Linked DNA regions of Anas platyrhynchos: region 2 is linked to region 1. Evidence: chromatin contacts called from public Hi-C data. All regions are on one chromosome and are shown on one strand. Each heading gives the region's core, a stretch centred on a gene start, on an enhancer-like site or on the middle of the called end of the contact. The rest is flanking DNA. Distances are from core to core; before and after follow the strand shown.

The links. Hi-C and Micro-C count contacts between places; a contact is called where the count stands out from the background.
Region 2: a Hi-C map of F5 follicle shows a contact between it and region 1, with 2.9 times the contacts expected there. The contact joins two enhancer-like sites. A contact is called at or near these places in 3 of 8 Hi-C or Micro-C datasets (F5 follicle, skeletal muscle and subcutaneous adipose tissue).

What each region holds. Positions count from the first base shown.
Region 1 is chr5:12,820,308-12,827,304 of IASCAAS_PekinDuck_T2T, reverse strand. EML1 (EMAP like 1) reads left to right here. Exons shown (of 25, transcript XM_072038305.1): 11 at 308-377; 12 at 2,157-2,267; 13 at 4,075-4,170; 14 at 4,693-4,827; 15 at 6,352-6,451. Among named protein-coding and RNA genes, the nearest start is that of EVL, 28 kb to the right of the region's middle. Within about 2 kb of position 5,399, at least 4 of the 8 cell types and tissues checked have an H3K27ac peak or open chromatin away from gene starts, as enhancers often do. A contact at or near this core is called in F5 follicle, where this site is marked.
Region 2 is chr5:12,939,899-12,946,407 of IASCAAS_PekinDuck_T2T, reverse strand. No RefSeq gene overlaps it. Among named protein-coding and RNA genes, the nearest start is that of EML1, 16 kb to the right of the region's middle. Within about 2 kb of position 3,902, at least 4 of the 8 cell types and tissues checked have an H3K27ac peak or open chromatin away from gene starts, as enhancers often do. A contact at or near this core is called in F5 follicle, where this site is marked.

The DNA of each region.
Region 1 (6,997 bases), core at 4,150-6,649:
AAAGTCCTTATACATTTTAAGCAGTTAAATCTAGGTGAGATGAGTCCCAGCATGAGACTGGTGCTTGTCTGATACATGCTTTGAGGTATTAGGACTTCAGCAAATTACTACTTTGTTCATAAGTTTTTGGAGTGAAAGAGCATGAAAATAATTACCAGTTCTGTTTTTATGATTTTAAAATATTAACATGTGTGCTGTGTTTTGTATTACTAAAATAAGTCTGTTTACTACATGCTCAAGGAAAAATCTAATGGAATATATAATAAGTGCCTATAAGTTTGCCCTCTGTCTGTCTTGCTTTTTTTAGCCTGGCTGTCCATCCTGATAGGATCACTATAGCCACAGGTCAAGTTGCAGGTACATCCAAGGATGGAAAAGTGAGTAACTCCTTTGCTGACATATAACTGGTTTTATTTCACAGGAATATGTTACTGAGAAGATAAATGCTATATCCTTTTCATGTGGCAGTTAAACTGGTTTTAAATTTTACAACTGAACACAAACAAAATTTAATTTGAGAGTGCCTGTTGCACAATATCAGATTTATCCTGTTCCATTATCAAGATCAGTCTGGTTTCTTGTTCCATTACTTATAAAGACCAAAGTAATTTGGGAGTTGGTCTCCAAAAGAGACTTGAAAGGATAAGTCTGTAAGGGAGACCTGAGAGTGAAAATGGATGTTGGGAAAAGAGGGGAAGCAAAGGAGATTAAATTGTATGTTACACCACTTCATTTCTGACCACAGCTACCAAACCCAAAGTACAAATAAAAAAGGCTTTATGTTTTTATGTTGCTGGAAAAAAAATATTCTTGCCACCATCAAGACAAGAATAATCATTTATTATTATTATTATTATTATTATTGTAAATCTTAGTTGTAAGCTAGGAATTTATTTGAACATAGTATGATGAACCTCACCTCAAAGAGCTGTCAAGTGAGAAAAAATGAATACGAGCAGAGGCAGGAAATGAATGAATAAAAAGTTGCTCAGCATAAACACAGCTGACTTTGAAGCAAAACTATTGCAAAATTTTGGGTAGATGTCAAAAGAATTTTAAGGCAGGATACAAAAAAATCCTCAATATGGATAGTATAAGTAAATCAGGAAAACAAAATCCAGTTGCACAGTATAATGTTTATCTAAAAATAACTTAGTTGAGTAACATAAAATATTATTTTCTACTGTTTGTTGGAGAAATCTCTGGTACTTTTTAAAACTTTGTAAATGAAATTTTTCATGACTGTATTTGTGAAATAAAACCTGAAAGATTGATACATATGTATGTATATGTACATATGTATGTATATATAGAGAGAATCTTTATATAAATGCTATTTCTAAAAGAAATAGATATTTTTTAGGATAATTTCACAGTTTATGAGAGGGCGACTGGTTTTTGCTTTTATATAAATATACACACACACACACACACACACATATATATGTAATAAAAGCTATTTAATTTGAAAAGGCATGGAAAAACAGAATTAAAATATGGCCTTCGTTGTTTTCTTGTAAAGTATGAAGACACTATGTTTTTAAACATAGCCATTTTTAAAATAAAATTTAGTAAGCATGTACTTCCTGGGGTTGCCCTCTAGTGGCTTTGAGATGCATTTCTGTCTTCACATTGAACGTGTGGGGCTGTCTGTGTTACACAAGTCAGGGATTGCAGGGAGGAAGGAGGAATCACGTTTTGATGAATTGTTCTTGGGCTATTTGCCTACAGTTTAGAAATTGTTGATCTTTTTTGAACTTCTCGTTTGATGTTGACCAGAATAATTTTGTTTGCTTTACATTGATGGTCCTCAGCGTACCAGTAGGTCTCATGTTGCAAGGTCATCAATGGTTTTCACTTAATGTTTTAAGACATTCTTCATTAACTTCAGTGAGCTACCAAAGATCACTGAGACTTGAAATGCTGTGAAGTCTAGATACTTAATCCCAGATACTGATCCTAGGCATGGTAATCAGTAAATCATTTGTAGTGTCTCAGTCCTTATACAGTTGGCTCTAGAGAAGTTATGATAGCTTTCATACCTTAAATAGTTTTAAAATGTTATTTGGATCCATTCACTTTTTTTTTTTTTTTTTCCAATTCTGATATTTTTTGCTGCCATTCTCTCAACTGTTGTTTCTGTGTCTATTTTATAGCAATTACCACCACACGTACGTGTTTGGGATTCTGTAACTCTGAATACACTGCATGTCATTGGAATGGGGTTTTTTGACCGAGCCGTCACTTGCATTGCTTTTTCTAAATCTGTAAGTAAAGTAAAAGAGTCATACCAAGAGTGTTTGCCAAACAGGTCTTTGAAGGCTTGCAAATTTAGCTTCAGTGACCAAAGCAAATATCCATGTGTTTTGTTTTTTTTTTTTTCCCTTTAGCTGCTTCTTTAGTGGAATAAACCTTGTAGCCCAGTTGCTTCCAATGGTTTGTCATTATTAAAGTTAGCAATATTTCAGCAGTTTCAGGTCTACCACGTGCAGACCATAACACACAATTAAGTTCTTCAGGGACAAACAGTTGCAGGAATATGGGTGACAATATTTTATATGAATTAGAAAAAAGAGGAGTGAATTGAGAGAGCTGGCTTGCTACAAAGGTGAAAGAATGCAGATCAAGGTCGGCTTTGAAGGATAAAATGTGTTATTGCAGAGGATTGCTATCAGCAGATGCTATACAAGAAAGCAAGTGTTTAATGTGTTTGCTTTATGCTATGATTTCACAGTCATAGCTTAGCTTGTTTTGAGTATCACTTCCCAATCTGTATCAGTGTTGTATTTCTCATTTCAAACAGCCCTGTCTTCAGGCTACTAATTCCTGTCCGTTTCACCTCTTGATTTGTGTTGGCACAATTATTTTTGTAGCTGTGCCTGAGCTACGTATTGGGACCTAATACATTAGAAAAACAACCAAGCAAAATTATACATAAACAAAATCAAATAGTTTCTTTGGGTCTTTTTTTTCCGCTCTAAAATTGATTTATTTCCAGAAAAGACTCACTCTGTGGTAGTGCAAACTTCTGTGTTGGCTCATCTGAAGAGGCAGCAACACGTGGCTGTACTATGGGTGGCAGGAGAAAGACTGTCAGCATTGCTGCCAAAAGAAGGCTCATGTAACCACAGGCTCATCCTGTTCCAGCAAGCTTATCCACAGTCAAAGCTGACATGGTTAATACCAGGAACAACATAAATAAATAAATCATATTTGAATGGGCTGGAAAGCAGTTAGAAGTTACTTGATGGTTTATTCCATTGTACACAGAAAGCTAGGAATGAATCCCTCCCAAATTAGGAGAAAAAAAAGGTCTGAAAACTACCTTCTAGAGGGTTGCTACTTGGAAAAAGATCTGGTGATTATACAGCACTTAACATCACTGGTGAGACCTGTGATACCAGTCAGCTCCCCTTAGTTCAGGTAGAGTCCCAGTTGGAGTTCCTCCTCTAGTCTTGGGATTCACACCCCAGAGGAAGGGGTATGGAGTCTGTCTAATATGCTGCATGAAGTAAGACTGAATGAATTAGGGTCATTAAGATGAGAAAGACTGATAGAAGACGGAACTATTCTCATAGTTCTTCTATTGTCATAGTTCCATCTTTGTCAAGACACATGTCAGGAATAAGTCATTTTTTATTTTTTTATAATATTCCCTGATTTTGGTCCATTATTCCTATATGAAGAGTGAAATTGATCCCTGTGTCCATAGTAGATCTGACAAGAAGTAATTGATCAAATTTCAAGAAACAAACTCCATGTAATCATGAAGAAAAGCCTTCTTAATATGGATAATGTGTGGTTTGCCTTGGGAAGTTGCATCACTGAATTTTTAAAAAGAGATTCATACCTTATTCCTGCCAGAGTTCCTTTTCTAGATCCCTTTTTAGCCCTATTTTTCAATGGTACTATAAATAATTATATTTCTTGAAGATCTGTGGGATAACTAGAAGTATAACAATGTAAACAAATGATTTTAAACTACAGGGGAGTATTTAAGTATTTTGGATATGTATTTATATGTTTCTAATGTTTATTGGGGGATGTATTAATATTTTCCATGTTTTGCTTCAGAATGGAGGAAGTAGCCTGTGCTCAGTGGATGACTCAAATGACCACGTGCTTTCGGTGTGGGACTGGCAGAAAGAAGAAAAGCTGGCAGATGTCAAGGTGTTGCAATAAGATATTTTGTACTACTTATGGACATCTGGATTTCTTGTCATAAAATGTCTTGTGACTTTTTAGCATTTCCATTATATAAAAGGCAAAGAACATGCATGTTTCTTCTTGCTGTTGAGATTATCCTAATAGCTTTTTTCTTTTTTTTTTTCTTTTTTTATTTTCCTGTTGTATTCATTCTACAATTTATTAAAAAAAGTCTGGGAAATAATGGTAGGACCATGTGCAGAAAAGAAGCACCTTAAACTAAGCTTCATAAAGAATGATTCATTATCTTATACTAACAAAGTTATCCTTCAAAATTATCTTTAAAAATAGTAATCTTTTTGACTTTAGTCTTTTCTGCTTCAGAATATCCTATCAAAGTATTTCAATCTATGCTATTAAGAAAAAAAATTTGAGCCATTCACTTATGTCAGTTGATCAATTTATCTAACTAGAGAACAATTTCATATTGTTTTGTTTTCTTTGATTTTTAAATTTTGATACAATGTTTTTCTTTTTCCTTTCAAGTGCTCTAATGAAGCTGTATTTGCTGCAGATTTTCACCCTACTGATACAAATATAATAGTTACTTGTGGAAAATCACACCTTTATTTTTGGACACTAGAAGGGAATTCCCTTATTAAAAAGCAAGGATTATTTGAGGTAAAATAATATATTTCTTTAGTTTTGTGTTTATAGTAATGGTACAGTCATACAGTAGTAAGAGTTAATAAAGTTTGAGGAAATCAAAGCAACATGATTATGTTGCTTTGAAATTTGAAATTTTATAGAACCTTAGATAGCATTCATGGTATGGCACAGAGACTTTTGAATGGGCTGTCATCACAATGAAGTTTTGGAGTGCAGTTACCGTTCTGTTCCTTGCATTCCTCTTCCTATATTCTTTATAGTTCCCTACTCTAACAAAATAAAAATACCTTAAAACTCCTTATGCTTCCTTTAAATTAAAAAAACAAACAAAACAAAACAAACAAAAAAAAAAACAAAACACAGTGGCATATGCCTTTAAAAAAAAAAATTTGTCAAAGGAAAGACAAAACCTCCTCTAGTTCAGTTATAAATTACGTGACTATGAGTATTCTTTCCTTTACCTCTGTTCTGCTCAGATACCTAGAGTTATGTAATTGAAATAGAGACTGAGCTGGACACTATCTGTTAAATATTGTCATTTCAAGGTCTTGATTTGGTTTTGTTCTTAAATACAGACTAAGCTTTACAGCAGTGGCATGCACAAATGAGGGATGTCGCAATGACTGCAGATAACTACAGTAGGGCCAATTTAACTGCTTGCAGAGTTGTGACTTGCAAGTATAGTCAAAACAACTACTTTGCAATGTCAATTTATGTACTTTGTGTGAAATAAGGTCGAGATGCAGAGGTAAAGCATTTAAATTTTGTTAGTTTTTATTTTTCATTTTTATTTTTGACTTCTAGGCTACTAGGACAGATTTCTGCCTCTGTTATGGTTCCGTTGTTCATTTTGGTTTTTGCAAATGTAAAGCTGTGGTGGCCCTAGTTTAATAACAGTTCCTTGTTTGAGGAAGAAAAGAGGCCATACAAACTAGTAGTCAACAAACTTTGTAAATCATGTCCTTAAACACTACTAGCTAGTGACTTTTTGTCCTCTTATCCTTTTCACCAATTGTTGCTGTCAGTAACTTAAATGCAGGGTCTCAAAGCAACGTTTCCATTACCGAACCTTAGCCTTCTTTCAAGAGACGATTTCTGAATTTTTACACTGCAGGTTGACTTTCCCATTATATGTTTTCTCCTAGAAACCATAGAGTTAAAAACTCTATTAATATAGAATTTACTTGCATCTTTGGCCATTTTAAATACTTAAAGCCTTTGGGATGAGGATGGACTTGGGGGATTCAGTTTGTGTCAGAACATTCCTGGTCTTGTGTTAAAAGCTGGCATGCCTTCTCACTCCCTGCAGGAATGTATCCATAACTTGTAGTTAAAGGGTGTAGTTTTGGGACACCAACCTCAACTGGTATCTTTTGCCTTTGCACAAAGTAGCAGCTTAGACTGTGGTAATGCATTTAACTCTTGTGAAGACAATTAAGTAGTAACAGAATTGTGTAAGACTACATTAAATTACTGAAATGCATACAGCTAAAATGAATGGGTTTTGCTGTGACTGTGTATTTTTCATAACTGCAGAAACAAGAGAAGCCAAAGTTTGTCCTGTGTGTGACCTTTTCTGAAAATGGTGATACTATTACAGGAGACTCAAGTGGAAACATTTTGGTTTGGGGGAAAGGTAAGACAAAATTGAAGCTAATAGTGATTCTTTATTGTAAAAGACTGGATTTTACATAAACAGAATCTCATTTTAAGAAGAAAAGATTTTGTTTATTTTGAGTTCTTTTCTGAAACCAATCCAGTCTGAATTCTCCAACAGCTCTTAAAAAACATAGAATGGCTTGGGTTGGAAGGGAACTCAAAGATCATCTAGTTCCAACATACACCTGACTGCCATAGCACAAAGTTGTATAGAATGTGTTCCCTGTGAGTGGTGAATCATGGCGCAGTGCTAGCAATCATGGATTTTACTGGTAATAAGTAATTGAAGGAGAAGTTGGTTTCCTTAATTAAGGTGACAGCAAGAAACACAGTTAACCGAAGTGATGATCTCAAATCTCTTATATCGTCACTCAGTGCAGTGTTGGCAAAAATTATGCCTATTAATATATACTTTAAAAAAGACAACGGATAGCTTTGTTTGTTTCCTTAGGGAGCCAAGTTAAATATATGCAGGTCTAATTGAATTCCTCAGTTTTATTTCAAAAGAACAGATGGATAGGAC
Region 2 (6,509 bases), core at 2,653-5,152, 120 kb before region 1:
CCTCATCTGAGTCAGTAGAAGAGAATCTGCAGCACTGACTCAAGCCAACAGCTAAACATTGTGAAGAAATTATTCAGAAGTTTAAATAGGCAGAACTCCAAGTCCTTTCAGTATTTTCTAGAAAACAAAAGGAAAACAAAAAGACAACTGTGTCACTGGATGGTGCCAGGACTGCTGCAGACTAGTACTGATGTACCAGTTAAGACCTGGCTGGTGTCACAGAGCCTCAGAGTGACTGAGGTTGGCAGGACCCTCTGGGGGCCACCTGGTCCAGCCCCTGCTCAAGCAGGGCCACCCAGTGCAGGGTTTCCAGGACCACGTCCAGGTGGCTTTTGGAGATCTCCAAGGAGTTTAGTTACCAGATCACTGGATAGCGAACAGCACCTCAAAAAAAGACATAAAATGGAAAACAGAGCTCTGTGCAAGTGAGAGAAATGTGTGTTGGCAATGCACATAGCACAAAAAGGCATTGGGGTTTGGAAGAACTTGCCTCGTGTGCCAGCATGCTGGTTCTCAGCAAACAACATCTCCACATTTTATAGCCCGCCTTGCAGTAATGGCACCAAATTTCCCTTCAGCAGCACTGAAAACTACTTTACCGTTTCCTTCATGTTAACAAAGGACAACTTTTAGGACAGCTTCCAGGAATACGGGCTGGAATTTCCCATCCCTCCTGGCAGGCTGTGGGCTCACCTCGCCTGGTGCCCGGCCGGAGCCCCCCACGCAGCGCTGGATGGAGCCGACGGGCTCCGTGCTCTGGGGCTACATCTGCACAAAGAAAAGAGCACTCAACTGAGCTGAAGCCAGTTTAATTAAACTGATACACATCTCACTAATGTAAACACACAACAAGAAAAAAAAAAAAAAAGCCTGCTTTAAATCCAGAGCAAGGTAGCGAATGGGTGGCGAGCAGAAGGTTGAAGTGAGGGTGAGCTGCCTGGGGCCTCTGACTGAAAGCTGGTGAAGCAGGCTGCGGCCTAGCATTGGCAGAAGGCAAGGCAGCAAAAAGGCAGATTTGTAATGATTATTTGTGTTAGAACTGGCAAAAATTATGGATTTGATTCTCATTTTAGAATAGAACTAGGAAGTTACAGAGCAAGTGTAACAGAGGTGGTGTGGCAGGGAATGCTGTCTTAGACCTGTCCTGGGACAGCCAGGATCTCAAATGCTTTGCCTCCACCCTGGGTGCTTGGCTAGGTGAATATTTCAGATGTCCAAGGCCCCTCCATGCAGCCTGCATCAGGCCATGGAGACTCAGTGGAAAGTGTGTACCCAGAAATAGAAGGAGGACACTCGCAGGCCTTCTGCAGCACTGTCTGGGTGAGGTGCTGTGGGGAGCAACCACATCTTCTTCCTCAGAGACCATCTGCTGTGCTCTCCAGTCTCCTCATGCCAAATGAACCATACGGAAGTTTGATTCATCAGCCAGACATGCCAGAGACCAGGAGAGGCCTCAGGAGTGGCATGCCTGTGAGTGCAGGGGAGGACAGAAGAGTACATACACGTGGTGTGACACTAGTGTGGAAGCTGGAGGAGCATGCAGGATGGGTGGAGTCTGTTCAGGCAACAGATCTGCATGCAGTTCATCAAAGTGAGCTAACTGAGAGCACTCAGTACTTCTTCAGCTGCTGAAGCTGTGCTCTCCTGGGGTTTGCTGGCTCCTGCAGGCCACCTCTCTGGTGCAGCTCCGGAGGAGGAATGGGATGCTCCAGAGCTGGCTGTGCTGCAGGCTCTCAGTGCCCAACAGTTCCTTCCACCTGCTGCCGAGAGCACTGTGGCCACGGTTCATTGCCAGGCCATGTATTGAGGCCTGGGGTGGAGCTGTGATGTGCATCCTTCAGGATAAGCCTCATCCCATCCAGCAGACATGTGGTGCTTCCTATTCTCATTTCCACTCCAGATTCAGCCAGATACAGCTGCCACATTGATATCAGCCTATGACACGCCAACATGGAAATCCAGAATCAGAAATGAATAGTTGTATAATCCAGCCAAGGAGAAACAAGGGGATTTGGGGGCACTTTCTTTCATTGCCAGAGGGAGTGAAATGCTACAAACAAAATTTGCTAGTTCAGCTAATCCTACATGGTCTGTCCAGGCAGAAAAACGGAGGTCTAAAGAGTCACCTACCAATACCTATCCAGCTTGTAGCAGAGCTAAATATAACACACTAAATGCCTGAGGATATTTTTGCTGGTGCTTCACAGGCAGAGTATGAAAAGGGCTTATTAACATTGGCACAGAGCAGTGCTCGCGATGGCTACCTTGTTCCTGGTCTTGTGCTTTAACCATTAATTTAGGTTTTATCCCCATTGCAGGTGGGTTATTCAGCAAACCCTGACATTGTTTTAAATTAACACCTGAACATCTACTGTTGTAAGGGGTTATGAAAGAGAAGCCTCATACCTTACTCTGCAATAAGATACAGAGACAAGGAAACGCACCGGGGAGCTCGTATGCTTACTTAAAGTCTGAGCACATCAGAGGAGTCACACAATTAAGTGATTTAACTCCTTCCACCTTCCATTTAGCAATCAATGAAAGTTCTCCCTCCAGGAAAAAAAGCGAGATGAGGGGGGAGTGCTAGGCCCACTGTTTTGCCTGTGGTGCCAAAAAGAAATACATCATGATTTATATGTTAATGAGCAATTCTCGTTAGGCAATGCATTCTGCAAGGTGTTGCAACGGGGTACTGTGAGGTTGATCCATCAGAGGAAATTAATTCATCATCAAAGCGAGACAGGGAGCTCCCTGGTGCGAGCTGTAAATAGGGCATTCGGAGAGCCACCGAGTGCTGGGTGGCATGTCCCCCGTTAGTGCTCCCACTGACAGCCGCGCCGCCGCCTGCTCTCCGGCTGCAGCTCACGCACATTATTTATAGCGCGTTTCGCATTCCTGGTCGGTATCCAGTCGATGTTGGCTTCAATTAGAATAAATGCTTATTGATTGAGAGGAGATGGGCTGGCTGATTAGCTCCTTGGGAAGCGGAGCACGCTTGGCAGAGGGCAGGCTGGGCTCCTCACAGAGGCAGGAGTGTGTGGGGCTCTGAAAATTTGTCATGGAGGAGAAATCTTTGAGAATAAATCAATTCATCAGAGAGTCCATCTAATAAAGATAAATGGCTAACTTCATTAGGGAATTAATGATAGGCTTGATAAAAACCCCAGCGGGAGCCCTATTGACTTCAGATCCAGCCCAATATTTGCCTCCAAGCAGTGGTTCCCAACCTTTGTGTAGGCTACCGAAGGACAAGTGCACAAAACCATGCAGAGAGACACAGAGCAGACTCTGTCTGTGCTTGAGCTACCAATGGAAATATGTAGATGGGAAGCGAGTATCTTTCAGCTAAAATAGAAATGCCTCCTAAAAAAAATATTAAATAAATAAAAATTAAAAAAATAAAAAAGACAAGCATCTTTATTTACATTAACCAAGACATTTTTAGATAGTAGGGATAAGAGGTGGAGCAGTGCTCCAGGAGCATGCAGTCGCAGCACATTTTCCCTTGCCCTGTCCCACGTGTGTTATCACAGACACAGCTAGATCGAGCCGCTGCGATTGACTTTGCTGCGTGTTTGGGCATCTGAGGCATTTCACTCGCTAACAGCCTCATGCTATGTATGACACTCGCCGCTGATTGATTACGCACAGCTCCCTTGCTTTGCATAACAGCGGCGACTTGCCGGCATTTATCCCAATCACTTGCCCACGATTAAATTATTAGGGTCTTCCCCGGGTGTCTGCCACCGTTGCCGGCCCCCGGGGACGCCTCCCCAGGGGACACACCACCCTTGGGCAAACCCCAGCGCTTGGGGGCTCTCAGCCACGGGAGGTGGGGAGGTGGGGAGGGAAGCAGCGCTGCTTTCTGCAGGGAGGGCGTGGGGAATGTGCGCTGCCTGCTGCAGCGGGCCCCTCCTGTGGCCAGGCTGGGCCGGTGCAGGCAGGGCTGCAGGGGAGGCACAGGCAGGGAGAGCAGGCAGGGAGCAAGGGCTGGGCTCCTGGGGGGCACCCGTCTGGTCCCAAAGCTCTGCGGGACAGTGGGGGCTGTGGGTGAGGGAGGGATTTGGGGGAGCTGGGGAGCCTCTTCGCTTAGGGGTGAAGAGGAGCAGTATGATTTTAAACATGCTTATTTTTACTTCCTTTCATTTTTCCAATTTTTATTCAAACAGTGTGGGTCCCTTCGGGCTTGGTCTGTGCCCAGGCTGATGCCGTGAGCTGTGACCTAAGGCAGGGATGCTGTGGTGGCAGAGGTGAGGGCTGCAACCCCCCTTCCTCTTTCTATCCCCATCCTCAGTGCAGCACGACCTTGCCACACACAAAAAGCAAGCGCTTGGTGTGACTCAAGAAGGAAGACTTCAGCGTGAGGCTCCAAGACTGATGAATCCACAGGAACAGCAGTTGTGTAAATGATTAATGAGTGCCTTTATTATTCATGCCTGTGTCAGGTGCTGCCAGGGGAAGTCCCACTGCAATCTGCCACGCTGCTGCTGCCACGTGCAGGTGCTCTGCGGGATGCAGCTTTGCTTTGCCAAATGCCAGCTGTAACATCAGCGGCAGAAAAGTGCTGCTGAGACACCACCGTCTTTTTATGGGTGTTTATTTTTTTTTTGCCATGGGCCATTAGTGGATGGATTTGGGGGTTTTATAGAGTCAGGATTGTCGATATTGGTGGATTGTATTGTAGGTCATGCAGCACGTTGCACAGGATAGACTACAGGATTATACTGGTCTTTCCTAGTGGTTAAAATCTAACAGAGGCTTCATCTAGCATTCTGCTTGTGGCCAGCAAAAAGGATGGAAATTCACTTAGAGTTCACACACAGATGAGCAGCAGTCACACCATTTGATCTGGACTTTCCCCAGATCCCAGGATTTTCACATCTGGCCTAAGCCTCTGGAGACGAGCCCACGATGCTGTCCCCAGGAGGGACGTTCACAGCTGACCTTGGTGACTCCTGTACCCTGCAGCCAGAGCTCTAATTACCCACATCATTATCGCAGCCTGCCCTGCTGGAAGTGTTATTGAGGAGTACAGGGATTCGCTAGGAACACTCATTCCGATGTAGGACAATGTAATTATTATTGCCATCAGAGAAAGGAATGACTAATAAGGACCTTCAGAGAGTGTTTCATTCATCCTTCGCTCTGTGGCTTCAAAGACAACTTTAAAAGGCATAATTAAATAGCTTGAGTGCTAAAACTGCCTGGGTGCTTTTAGTTAATTTCTTTCCAATATCAAGACATAAAGTGGACAATAATTTCCCAGCAGGCTGACATCTCCACCCTTAATGAGCTAATGGAGCTGACATCTGTCTGCTCTCATGTCTTGCTCTTGCCATGTGTCCCTACCTGTTGTTCACTCTTTTTTTGCCCAGAAATTCAAGTGATACTGCCCAGAACAGACAACTGCTCCATTTTCATACCATTCCAGTGTTTCTTTGCAGAGCAGCTCTCACCCACACATCACCATGCTGCTATTCTGATGACCATCTGCATGAAAGATTAGCAAAAGACCTGTAGGAGCTGATGTATTTCTTGCTCAGCACCAGCCTTTTCACCACTGTGGTGAAAACGCTAGCTCTGTCAGCCCACACCAAGGGGTTTTCCCCTCTGGCTGCTGTGCTGGTGGATGCAGGGGAAGGGCTTCTCCTGCTCTCATCTTATGGCTTGCAGCATCTTCACCACTGTTATTAGGGGAATGAATGGTCACAGCATTGCAGCTCATCCATGCCCCTTCTTGCAAATTTGTCCTTGTGGGAGACCCTGCAGTATCAACGCCAGTTTTTTATAACCAGACAAAAACCTAAGACACAGCTGTGCTACTAACTCTAATTGAATTCAGTATGAATCAATGTATGAATTGATTCATACAATTTTTATTTTCTAGTATGAATTTTAAAATATGCTGCTTTGTTACTATTAAAGCAATTCTGTCTGCTTTAGGTTTTCTCTTCAGTAAAGTGCCTAAAAATAAGCTATACCTCTTAAATAATTCTGAAAGAGTAAAAAAATAATGTTTTAATATACCAACAAATGGTTTTCTGACCTTTTTGGATTGAAGTCAACTTCCAGAAACAGCAAAGCAGGTGGCTGGAATTCCTTTATACCCATGTACATTGAGTGAGGTTGTTAAAATTAATGGAGGAATCCCAAAGTAAAGGAGGAATAATGAATTTGATTAGTTTTATTACTTCCCCCAGTGTTACTGAGAGACAACAGCCCATTTGCAGGAGATGCTGGAAGACACTTCCAGGTGCATTAGAACTCAGCAAATGGGCAAGCCTAATGAGCTTCTTAAATGATTAACAACACATCTTCCTCCCCACGCTGGAGACCAATTAGTGAAGGCAGACATTTTCGTGGGGCAGTCAGATCAAGGCCAGACATTTTGAGCTGAGGCGTAACACTGATGTTTCTGCTCAGAGTGGTGGACAGGTGAGCTGTGCAAGCTGGTGTGCCCCAGCTCCTACCTCACTCCATGTTACACTTTACCAGTCCCATTTTAAGGT